Linked DNA regions of Mus musculus: all the other regions are linked to region 1. Evidence: chromatin contacts called from public HiChIP or PLAC-seq and promoter capture Hi-C data. All regions are on one chromosome and are shown on one strand. Each heading gives the region's core, a stretch centred on a gene start, on an enhancer-like site or on the middle of the called end of the contact. The rest is flanking DNA. Distances are from core to core; before and after follow the strand shown.

Region 1 (2,700 bases), core at 119-2,618:
AGAAACCCTGTCATGAAAAACCAAAGGGAGGAGAAAGAAAAGGGCAGGGAAGGGAGTGAAAGTCCTGCTCACCATGTGCTCGAAGGCACACCGAAGTAGAAATGGCTCTCTTGCCAATCAGGCTCAGCGCTCTGGAAGCCAACATTCTGAAAGACAAAAAAAAACCCTTATACCTCTTAACAATGACAGCAAACACCTTTTAGCCAAAGTCTTTTTGCGGCAAAACATTAAGGAAGTAAATGCAACTTATCCCCCGAAATGTTAAATGTTTTTTTTTTTTTTTTTTGGTAATGATTTCATCAACTTTTTAAGGCACGGACTGGCCTGAAAGCTTCCACTATTACCTTCCTCTACCTCGTAAGAGCCGGCATTACAGGCCAGAGGCATGCCCCCAGGATCCGGTTTTTATTACTGATGCGAAGGCACAGGGTGAACTTCCTTACATCAAGCCAAGGGCTGTAATATACATGGCTTTGGCCAATGACTATAAATCCGGCTTCTTAAAAAATTAACTAGAAAGACAAAAATGACTGAAACTGCTAGAACTAGATATATAGATAGATAGATAGATAGATAGATAGATAGCACGGTAGCACACCTCCTGCGACTGAGTTTTATTTTAAAAATTGACTTGTACAGAGACTGCGAAGGGCAAGCGGGAGGAGGCCGCCCAGGCTCAGGCCCTGGCCCGCTTCCCGTTCCTGCGTCCCGCAGGCGACCTGGATGACCCTGTCACCCGCCCCAGCGACCCGAGCCCCACGCCTCACTGTAGCACAACCCCTGAGATTCGATCCCCGAGAAAGAACGTCCGAGCCCGGGAAAAAAAAAATCAACGCCCGGGGCGGCAGAAACCGTAGCGTGACGTCAGGGCTCAGGTCGCTGTCCCTCGGGCCTGGCACAGCGGGAACGCCCGGTGCCCGGCAGGCCGGAGCGGGGACCCGAGACAACAGACCCGCTCGGGGAAGCGGGCGCCCCAAGGTCACCGAGCCGCTCAAGTCCCGGGTCCGGGGGCGTCTCGGAGGCACCGCTCCCGGCCCCGGCGCTCCAGGTCCTCGGGCCCCCGACCGTGCCACCCTCACCCGCCGTCCAAGGCCGTCACCTGCCACCGCTGCCCAGGCGACCGCCGCGACCGCCCTCTACACCCTGGGGTGCTCGCGACCGGAAGAACGGGGCCCGCAACCGGAAGACCAAGACGGAGCCGCGAAGCATCGCGGGAATCAGGGAAGCCCCGCCCCAAGCCCGTCCGTTTCAGAGCGCGGGGCGGGGCGGGGCGGGGCGGCGCGGCTCGGGGCAGGGCGGGGCAGGACGAGGCGGGGCGGGGCGGTAACTGTCGCGAAAGGCCGAGCGGGTAGCAGCTGCTTTCCGGCAGACGTTTTCCGGCCGACCGGCTGAGGCGGGAGGCCGCGGCCGGAGGTGCGAGAGCGTCACGGCGTGCAGCGGAGGGTCGTGGCGGAGGACCGCGGTGCGTGGGTCGCGATGCCCGGCGTGAAGCTGACTACGCAGGCCTACTGCAAGATGGTGCTCCACGGCGCCAAGTACCCGCACTGCGCCGTCAACGGGCTCCTGGTGGCCGAGAGGCAGAGGCCGCGCAAGGAGCATCCTCCCGGAGCGGGCAGCCACACGCTCTTCGTGGACTGCATCCCGCTCTTCCACGGCACGCTGGCTCTGACGCCCATGCTGGAGGTGGCGCTCACCCTGGTAAGCTCGCGGTCGAGGCCGCGGCGCGGGGTTCCGGGCCGGGCGGAGTCGGGCGCCCTTCGCGGGACGCTGCGGCTGCTCCCGGGGAGCTCTCGAGGTTTTGTAAGATGACCGAGAAACTCGAATGTGTGGTGGACGTCCTTAAAACCAGCACTCGAGATGGGGAGGCAAGAGTTCGAGGCCAGCCTGGTCTACATTAGTGAGATCTGGGATAGGTAACGTTTAAAGTTTAAACTTAATGTGTTTGTGAGGCCACAAAGAAAAAAATGCCTATAGCATGTAAATCTCTAGTTTTACAGAGGTTTTTTTGTTTGTTTGTTTGTTTTTGTATTTTGTGGGTCCACTTGCCGATTTTTTTGCCCCAGACTTGCTGTTTTAGCAAGATTATAGGTTATAATACGGACTGCTGTTTCTGCGCTTGTAATCAAACTCGGTTTCTCTGCTTAAGAGACATTTGCAAGACCCGGAATTCTAACTCTGCGGTTTGCCTTTATAAAGCCCTGGACTGATATGGTCAGGCGCTGCTTACTACATCTTGGAAGCGCTCTCAGGTGCAGTCCTGACGCACCTGAGAAACAGATCAGACCCGTAACCACCCAGTCTCCCCACAGCCTCATTTACATCTCAGAATGAGCTCTGAAGTTAAAAATCTGAGCTGGCCTAGGAGGGAATGCTAATCCTGTCTCCCCCTCTCCCACCAAAATGACTGCATTGAATCGGAGACTTGCTTTGAATGTAGCCCCCCATGCTAGCCTGGCACTCCCAGCACTTCCTGCTCTAGATTCCTGAGAACTGGGATTACCGACGCGACTCGCATTCCTTGATTTCTGTTTCTTTTGTTTTCTGGGGGAGAGGGTTAGGGTTTCACTCTTGTGGCCTTGCCGAGTTTGGGACTCTTCTGTAGACCAGGCTGGCGTCCTACACACAGACCAGCCTGCCTCCATCTCCTGAGGCTAGGTCTAAAGGTGTGCACTACCACCACACCTTGCTCATCCATTATTT
Region 2 (2,700 bases), core at 2-2,501, 630 kb before region 1:
CTTCAGGGCATTTTTAACTAGAAGCAAAAGACAGATGAGGGAGCCCAGACCCCTGCTGTGGAACTCCGTGTGAACTCACCCTAGTGGGCTGGGGTCAAACTCTGGGCAGTGGATTGGCTCATTAAACAAATGACCTAATTTAGTGCTTAAGACACTTGAAATTTACTGTACTAATTTGTCAAGTCGTCCAGAACAGCCCAGCCACCAATGGAGATCCCAGTTGGTTTTAGTGGAATTATGGGCAAAATTCAGATCGTCGACTTAGGGAAAGGTTAAGTTGAAGCAGAAGTGAGAATCCTGTCTGCAGAGGGCTGGAGAGACTTTTATGGGCTCGGATAAATCTTCCGGCCAAACTTTCATCTTCTCCTTTCCATTTTTAGCACCTCTCAGGGAGAATGGTTTATGGAACTGGAGAACAGGAAGCAGGAAGTAGGAAACAGGAAGTGGGAAGGTTCTATTCTGGATGTGGTCAGGATAAGGTGGTATCCTTGGTGAGGGTCTGCGAGGAGGAGATTGTTCTGGTCAGTGGCCATGAGCAGGGGCTGGGGTTCACCAGAGGACGTTTGTCATTGTAAATGGTCACTCAGCATCAAAGTGTAACCGCAGACGTCGAAAAAAAGGTCACGCAGTGTGCAGTCACCACAGAAGTGCCTTCTCTTCCTCGTATCTGACAGTCTGACCCTCGGCTATGGGGCCTTTTCCTCTCACCGAGGTGATGCCGAGCCTCCTGCTGCAGAGCAATCGGAGAGAAGCCTGTCTGGATGTGTTTATTCCACTTTCCAAGAACCACAGAGGGAGCGATTACCGCAGGCTGCTTTCTCGGGGCTCCCTCAACCCCATCATCTGGACAGCTGTCTGTTTACACAGCAAGGGCTGCACAGTTCCCCCATTTAAAGACCCATCTGGTCCTTCCATCAGCCTAAGCCGTAACCTGGAGGAGTGAACGCAGGCACTGGGGAAGGGCGTGGGGGCGGGGAGGGCATGGGCGGGGACAGAGACTGCGAGGAGGAGCATGTTTATCCCCGCATCTGCATTAATGCTTCCTAGAGTTTATTTTCAAAGTGTAAGATGGAACAATACCTCGCAGGCTGTCAAACCCAAACACGGGCTGGTTTAACTTGGGGCTACGGTCCTTCCAGTATTTTTCTCCTGGTTTGAAGGATCCACTTGAGAGAGGGGGGAGGTAGGGAAGGCAGGGCAGGGAGGGGGCCGGGGAGCTGCTCTGAACCCTCCTTGGGGTCTGGCCTGCCCCTGCGGGCCACTGCTGCTTGTCATATGGAATGGATTAGGCCTCCTCTCTCACACTGTCAACTTGGGTGTTCCGCACGCAGGCAGGCTGTTTTTGCTGGGGTCTCAGTTTTGCATTTTATAACGGCAGGAAGTGCCCCCTCTCCGACCACATGTGAGATCGTGTGGGAACAGCGGAGGGGGCAGGGCTGAGGGGTGAGCTGGGTGTGGGATCTGAACAATCTCCCTCAAGGAGCTGGCCCGTGTGGGTGGAAGCGGGAGGGAGATACGTACTGGCCAATTTAACTTTATGGAGTCTGGTTGGCAGGAGATGGGGGGAGCTTCCTTGATGAAACGGGCCTGTCCCTAATAGAACTGCCCCTCATGTTTTACGGTCCCACGCGGGGCCCGGGGAGGGACCGATGGAGCATGAGGGATCACAGCTGCTGTTTAATTTGTTCTGAATTTCCTGCAGGCCTCACCAGACATGTACAGGAAATGGGCGGTAAATGTTTAATAGGTCATACCTAACCCGGCCATTAACAGGTGCTGCGGCTTAGAAAGCCCCAACCCGTGTGTGCACCGCGCCCCCTCTGCCTGCCCCCTCTTCTGTTTTGTACTGCAGCCCGGTGTGGGGTTGTGGTCCAGCACACCCCCAACCCAGAGACTACCTAGAATAAAGCTTAAGAGGGGCTTAGGACAGCACCACGGGGAGTCTGGGTGTCAATCGTTGCCAGCCTTGGCTGGCTGTATTCCTGTGGTCATCTCACCTCCTTCTGTGGACTGAGTCCCGTATTCAAACAGCACATGGGCTTGGGATCTGCTCCGGGCTGCAAGCTTCACGAGGAGGAATTTCTGTGCCAGTTCACTCTCTCAGCAGGTGACAGGCAAGAAAGGAAACCAGGACCCTCAGGAGAGTCAGGAGGCCACCAAGGCTAAGGGAAAGAAAGGAGCTTGTATGTGCTGAGTCTGGGTGGGTTTGGTGTCCCCAGAGCCCCGAGCTCTCCCTCCTCACACTCTTAACACACTCTGGGCACGACATTAGCTTCGTGCCGTTCCCCAGGGAGGACATCTGGGGAAGCTGGAGCACTACCAGGCCTGGACTGGGTCTTGGGCTCCAGCACAAGTCTGTGAGGGAGCTGGGATCTGAACTTGGGATTCTGAGGACAGAGCCAACCTGTGTCTGACAGGTTTACCCAAGCTGAAAGATAAGGTAACTAAATAGAGACACAGGGAACTTGACCACCCTCCCCCATCAAAAGATGTCACCTGCCACTTCTGCCACAGGCCTGTTAAGATGATGGAATAGCTTCTTCTCAACTTGTGTGTGGAAATTTTTTTCTTATAAAATTACTATTACTGTTCTCTCTCCCTTCCTCCTTCCGTGTGTGTGTGTGTGTGTGTGTGTGTGTGTGTGTGTGTGTGTGTTATAATCAATTGCCACTTCTCCAGAGCTATCCATCTTGTCTTTTG
Region 3 (2,700 bases), core at 187-2,686, 680 kb after region 1:
CTGTAGCGCCACACCTGCTATTCCTCCTGGAGGTGAGGTGAGGACGGTGGCAGATAGAGGATGCCAAGTGATGCTGTACATCCCTCAGTTCCTTTGTGGCAAGCAGCGTGGTCCAGCCTTGTTCTGCAGGGCTGTCAGACTCCAGACCTGATGTGCGGAGTGTAAGATCATCTGGAGAAGGCAGGACTACCCTACTTCCTCAGGGCAAGGAGCCCAGGTCTAACAGTGGACATTTCCAGCCCCGCTCTTGGCTCCAGGAAAGCCAGGCATCCAGACAGCCTCTCACACGGGCTTAGTCACCGTAGCAACTCACCTTTCCCTGGAAAGAGGGCCAGTTCAAATTGCACTGCAGCAACAGGCATCTGGCACCAAGTCTATACCCCAAAGGAGCTGATCTTGGCTTTCCTCATCTGGGGCCAATACTCCTGACAGGAGGACTTAATTCAAGATGCCCACTTTAGGAAAAGACCCTGTCATGTGTTCCCTAAAACAGTCTCTAGAAGAGTTGCTATAATCCCGACAACTCAGGAAACTGAGACAGAAGGATTCCTATGGGCCAGAGTCCAGACTGTGCTACACCTGGACACGTCCCTGGGAAGCCTTGGAGGCAGTCGGAGGTGGCTTCCAGACCTGTCTCTGCTGTAGTCCAGCTCACTTTACCTCTCTGACCCTCCATATTTTATCTGAAATAGGGTTAGGAGACCCCCTCACCACAAGCCTGTTGCCAATGGAAAAGGGGTGTGGCTCTGTCATTTGGAACCAAAGGCACTTACCTGCCCCTGTGATCACCTGAACCTTACCCTCACAGAGTGAAAGACCCCTCTAACGCAACCAAGCCATCATCGAGCCAGTTATCGACGCCCACTGACAACACACTACCGCCCCAAATGGTGGCAAATTGCCTTGGGTGGGCAAAAGAGCGCGCCTCAGTGAAGCGCGAAGCAGCTTCGTGCAGCCAGGCTAGGGATCCCAGCTCCAACGGCTTCCTAACCGCGAGTCAGTCCCGGGCAAAAAGCTTCGTAGTTGAGCCTCAATTTCTTCATCTGAAAAGGATCTTGCAGGTAAGGGCTCTGCAGAACGGCGGCACACAGCCCTGAACAGCCCTGAAGCACCGCGTCTGCCTTAGTCAGGGCAAGAGAGTCGAAAAAGGACAGAAAGAGGAGACATTGCAGCCGAAGCAGTGAGGTGGCTAAGAGTTCGAGAACAGCGTAGGCTACGCGACAAGACCTGTTCTCCTACAGACAAAAGAACAGCGGGACCGAGTCCCTCTCACCTGTGCGGAACTCTGGCCTCAACCTGGGGAGCGCTGGGCAAGCAAGTTGCAGATCTGGAACCTTGCGGATGCTGGGCGCTCTGAGTGGGTCCAGGACTTGAGCGCGGCCCCTAGTAGCTTCTTAGAGCATCCTGAGCCACGCCCCCCAAGTCCACAGGCAGCGCTGATTGGGCTGCGAGGCGCCGGCCCCGCCTCCTGTTTTCGGGAGGGTGGAGGCACTGAGGACCACGATGCGCAAGGAGCGCGCGGCCCCTAGCCGTGACCATAAAAGTAGTTTTCATTGAGCTCTTTCTGCGTGCGGCAGGCTGGGCACCCCCAGACAGTCCGTGGCCTGTGGACCCCACCCGGTTCTACTACTCAAGTGAAGGACAGGACAAAAGACCACCGGGAAGCACGTGCTGAGCCGGGGTGTGCGCATTTATCCGCCACGACCTATTCCCAAACTAGGAGGATCTCGGGGGTTCCCAGCAATTTAGGGAGGAGGCTATGTCCCACTTCTGTGGAGAGATTATCCCGCCTCCTCAAGAACCCCAGGGTGAGGTTCCAGTAAGCTTAGTACCACGTGCCCCAGGGCATTTGGCGTCTACCTGGAGCAAATAACCCGAGGTTAGAATCCGGGAAATTACTTTAGGTAAAGGTTGACACCCAAACCCTTAAGGGCAAGTGAGGGAATGAGCGGGAAGAGCTAAGAGATCCCCCAGAACACTCTCAGTCACTTAAAGTGGGACTGGAGAAGACCACCCATCCAAAGAGGCACCTCCCACTAACACCTCCACAAATACTACCAGGAGCAGGTACAGCCGAGCCCGCTGGGGTTCCTCGTGACATGTTGGGGAACCTGGATTACAACCAGAGATCTTTACCCAAGTCCTTGACGCAGCACTGCGCAGATAAAGATTCAGATATGTTAATATTTTTCATTTTAAATCCCGTCCTTAATGCTCAGTTTTGGAAGCATCCATCATCAAGCGACCTGCACTCACTTGCTACACCCTAAGCTGTCTTCCAAGTACCAGAGGAGTCAGTGCTGATTAACAGGGCTGATTAGCAGCCCTGGGGGTGACCCAGGACAAGGCCAGTGAGGGTGGGCCCTGTGCTCCATGTGCCATTCTCTGGTGCTGACGATCTGGCCTGACCACCCTCAGACGCCAGCATCCCTATTCTCCTCAGTGAAGGGACTGACCAACACAGAGATTCCTGCACGCATCTCTGAGTCACAGGTCTCCAAAGTGCACGTGCCCACTCTGTTGCCAGTGTCCGTGACCATTAAGCCTTGAATGCAAAACAGGATAAACTGGGTCCTGTTACCCACCCAGGAACGGGAAGTGATGAGGAACAGGGCTTTTCTGGGACCCAGCATTTGGGCAGGAGTGGCTTGTCAGTAATAGAAGTCCCAGGCTCTGAGTGGCCCCACCACACCGCCCTGC
Region 4 (2,700 bases), core at 147-2,646, 960 kb before region 1:
CATTGTCCTTATCCAAGGATAATGGATAATTAGCTGTCGGGATGGGACCAACATTGGCCATGAAACCACATGACCCCCATGACTTACCTGGAAGGGATACATGTCCATTTGGGCTGATTGTCCACATGGCCTGGGGTTTCTGCTCATGTCCCTCCTTATAGGGCAGGCCTTTGGTCTGACCCAGGCATAATCCTTTATTTTGAAATGTCACAGTATCAGAAATGCAGAATTTTAGGGTCTACCTTAGACCTGAGTCATGGTCCTGGGATCAAGTATAGGCCTTGCATGTTCTAGGTGAGGCTCTTGAGTGCACTGGGGATACTCTGCCCCTTTTTACTTGTTGAGACAGGCTGTAACTAAGTCACCAAGACTGGTCTTGCACTTAGTCTCTATCTTGAACTGGCCCTGAGCCAGCCATCCTCTTGTAGTCTCCTGATTATCTGAAGCTACATGCCTGTGCCCCGAGGTGAGACCTAAAGGTCTTCACATACTAGGCCTGGACACACCACTCTTATCTACATACCTAGAAGGCGTGCATCAAGACCTGGGCTCTGCTGCTTGGGACCAGGCACCTAAACTGCACTCCAGCAAGGCACTCCTGAACGGGCAGCGGCACTGGAGGTCACATGAGCTTTCCTGTGGCCCTCAGGAGGGAGGAGGATGTCCTGGTCTTGGAGCAGGTGCTGAGCATCAGATCTGCCTGTAGCCATGGCCTGTTGGCACCCAAGCAGAGCAGCTGAGATCCTAGTGATGCCAGCCGGGCAAGATGGGGAGTACAGAGCACCACCTGAAAATCAGTGCCACTGGGGCCATAGGAACTCAGGCTGTAGCTGAATGTCCTACAGATGCCTGCCTAGTGTCTAAATGGAAGGCATTGTTGTGTTAGCAGCGGATCCCTCAATGAACAACAGCCCATAGAGATGAGGCACTGAATGTGTGTCTGCTGGGCTGCGGTGAGGAGTAGGGCTAAGTAAATGGGCTGAGGTGCCTGCCTGGGCTGGTGGTTTTAGCCATGATGATGAAAGGGCAGTTAGCCAGGCAGCAGAACCTCTGACCATTCCGTGAGAGTAAAGGAAGGTGCTTTGCTCGGAGAGGATTTGAACTAACAGGAAGATCTGGGGAAGGGGGTACCTTGGCTTAGTCTCCAGGCCTTGCACAGGATGGGAGGGGGACATGTGCACATGGGGCCATTGAAACTCTGAAGTGAGTCAGAGAGCATCTGAGTCAAACTGCCGGCCGGTCATGTGGATAAATTAACCTCACCAAAAATAACCTAAAACAGCGTTTCTGAGACTTGCAGTTGAAGACAGCGTCCAGTGTAAACAGAAGAGCAAGAGGTGAGAGGAGGAAGGCCAGCCAGCCAGACGGCAGACTGACAGGCGCGCTTGGCCTGGAGTCATCACTTTTAAAGCATTTTTTCCCTGCCTGTGTTTTCATCAGGCTGCTCACAGCTTTGCCCTGACCTAGACCTGGCCAGTTGCTGGCCTGGGGACAGCAGCCTCAGCTCTGGGCTGACTCTACATGGACACAGGAAGTGCTTCCTGTTGTTGTCCCCAGGGGGCATGCTGATGCTTTGTGAAGTGGTCCTGATCTCAGCCTGGGTCTCAGTAGCGGGTCCCACACCAGGACAAGCCCCTGTTGTCGCACACCCCTACCCTGTCTTCATCTGTAGGCTTGGGGTAGGGAGCTGGGTTTGCTTGTGGCTCTCTGGTGATAGGGGTGCTGGTCTCCTGTGACTGTCAGCACACCCCTGGCCTCCTCTTGGAACCAGGATGTAGGGTCAGGAGCTGTGGGAGTCAAGCAACCATGATGGGCTGTTGCTGGCTCATGGCCATGTACTGAAAAGCTGTACCTGAGCTGCTCACACAGTGGGATATGAAACTTGTCTCCTGAAAAGGGTGTGTCTTGTCTGCAGCTGTGTCACCCAGGCTGGTTTGGAATTCAAGGCCCTTCCGTTCTGACTTCCAGGTGCCAGGGATCATGGGCATATGTGAAATAGTAGCTTTATAAACTTAAGTGCTCTCTGATGTCTTCTTTAACTTTATTTAGTATCATGTGTGCACATGGTGTGGGTACATCTCTGTCCTAACAGTATGCATGTGGGAGGCAGAAGGCAGCCCTGGGGAGGAGGTCCTCCTATCTTCTTACTTCGTTTTCAGGGATTGAACTCAGAGTTGTAAGTCAAATGTCTTTATTCACTGAGCCATTTTGCCCAGCCCTCTTTACTGACTTCTTTCCCTCCTTGCTTGCCTACCCGCCCGCCTTCCTGAGACGGAATTTCATACAGCCCAGCTTGGCATTGAACTTACTATATAACCAAGGGGAACTCTGAATCTTGATCTCTCTGTCTCTACCTCCTGGGTGCTAGGATTGCAGGTTTGCTCCACCCTGCCTCTGTTTTATGGAGTGTTGGGCATCAGACCTAGGATGTCGTGTGTGCTCGGTAAGCACTGCCAACACTCCCAGGCCCAACTTAAACTTCCTGGTAACTTCTTGGTGAAGCTGGCCATCGTGAGCTGCCTTTGTAAAGTGAGTGAGCGAGCGACTGGGATTTCTTTTCTTGAGTTTAGTTGGAGTTCACAGAGACAGACTGGCGGGTGGCACGTTGCTCATAGGCATCTGTGGTGCTCCACGGAACACCGGGATGCAGAGTGAGCCTTTTGTGGTGGTGGTGGTGTTGTTGTTGTCGTCGTCAGGATA

The links. Promoter capture Hi-C pulls out the DNA fragments that hold promoters and counts their contacts. HiChIP or PLAC-seq counts read pairs in DNA pulled down with a chosen protein or histone mark.
Region 2: a promoter capture Hi-C map of pre-B cells shows a contact between it and region 1, with 3 times the contacts expected there. The contact joins the enhancer-like site here to the promoter of Emc8 in region 1. A contact is called at or near these places in 3 of 39 promoter capture datasets (hippocampal neurons, liver and pre-B cells), 2 of 115 datasets of contacts at active chromatin or transcription factors (double positive thymocytes and large pre-B cells) and 1 of 9 other capture datasets (adipose tissue).
Region 3: an H3K4me3 HiChIP or PLAC-seq map of fetal liver shows a contact between it and region 1, with 4 times the contacts expected there. The contact joins the promoter of Crispld2 here to the promoter of Emc8 in region 1. A contact is called at or near these places in 1 of 39 promoter capture datasets (cranial neural crest) and 1 of 115 datasets of contacts at active chromatin or transcription factors (fetal liver).
Region 4: an HNF4G HiChIP or PLAC-seq map of pancreatic cancer cells shows a contact between it and region 1. The contact joins the enhancer-like site here to the promoter of Emc8 in region 1. A contact is called at or near these places in 4 of 39 promoter capture datasets (cranial neural crest, frontonasal cranial neural crest, hippocampal neurons and 1 more) and 4 of 115 datasets of contacts at active chromatin or transcription factors (astrocytes, large pre-B cells, pancreatic cancer cells and 1 more).

What each region holds. Positions count from the first base shown.
Region 1 is chr8:120,666,755-120,669,454 of GRCm38.p6, reverse strand. Emc8 (ER membrane protein complex subunit 8) reads left to right here and starts at 1,368. Exons shown (of 5, transcript NM_010926.6): 1 at 1,368-1,698. The coding sequence starts at 1,477. Gm27021 (predicted gene, 27021) reads left to right here and starts at 1,313. Exons shown (of 4, transcript NM_001308449.1): 1 at 1,313-1,698. The coding sequence starts at 1,477. It overlaps Cox4i1 (cytochrome c oxidase subunit 4I1), which reads right to left and starts at 1,230. Exons shown (of 5, transcript NM_009941.3): 1 at 1,100-1,230; 2 at 73-146. The coding sequence starts at 1,209.
Region 2 is chr8:121,299,837-121,302,536 of GRCm38.p6, reverse strand. No RefSeq gene overlaps it. Among named protein-coding and RNA genes, the nearest start is that of Gm33823, 37 kb to the right of the region's middle. Within about 2 kb of position 1,251, at least 82 of the 459 cell types and tissues checked have an H3K27ac peak or open chromatin away from gene starts, as enhancers often do. A contact at or near this core is called in double positive thymocytes and pre-B cells, where this site is marked.
Region 3 is chr8:119,991,174-119,993,873 of GRCm38.p6, reverse strand. Crispld2 (cysteine-rich secretory protein LCCL domain containing 2) reads right to left here and starts at 1,436. Exons shown (of 15, transcript NM_001310635.1): 1 at 1,274-1,436.
Region 4 is chr8:121,630,612-121,633,311 of GRCm38.p6, reverse strand. All of the region lies in intron 1 of Zcchc14 (zinc finger, CCHC domain containing 14), which reads left to right. Among named protein-coding and RNA genes, the nearest start is that of Zcchc14, 20 kb to the left of the region's middle. Within about 2 kb of position 1,396, at least 94 of the 459 cell types and tissues checked have an H3K27ac peak or open chromatin away from gene starts, as enhancers often do. A contact at or near this core is called in astrocytes, liver and pancreatic cancer cells, where this site is marked.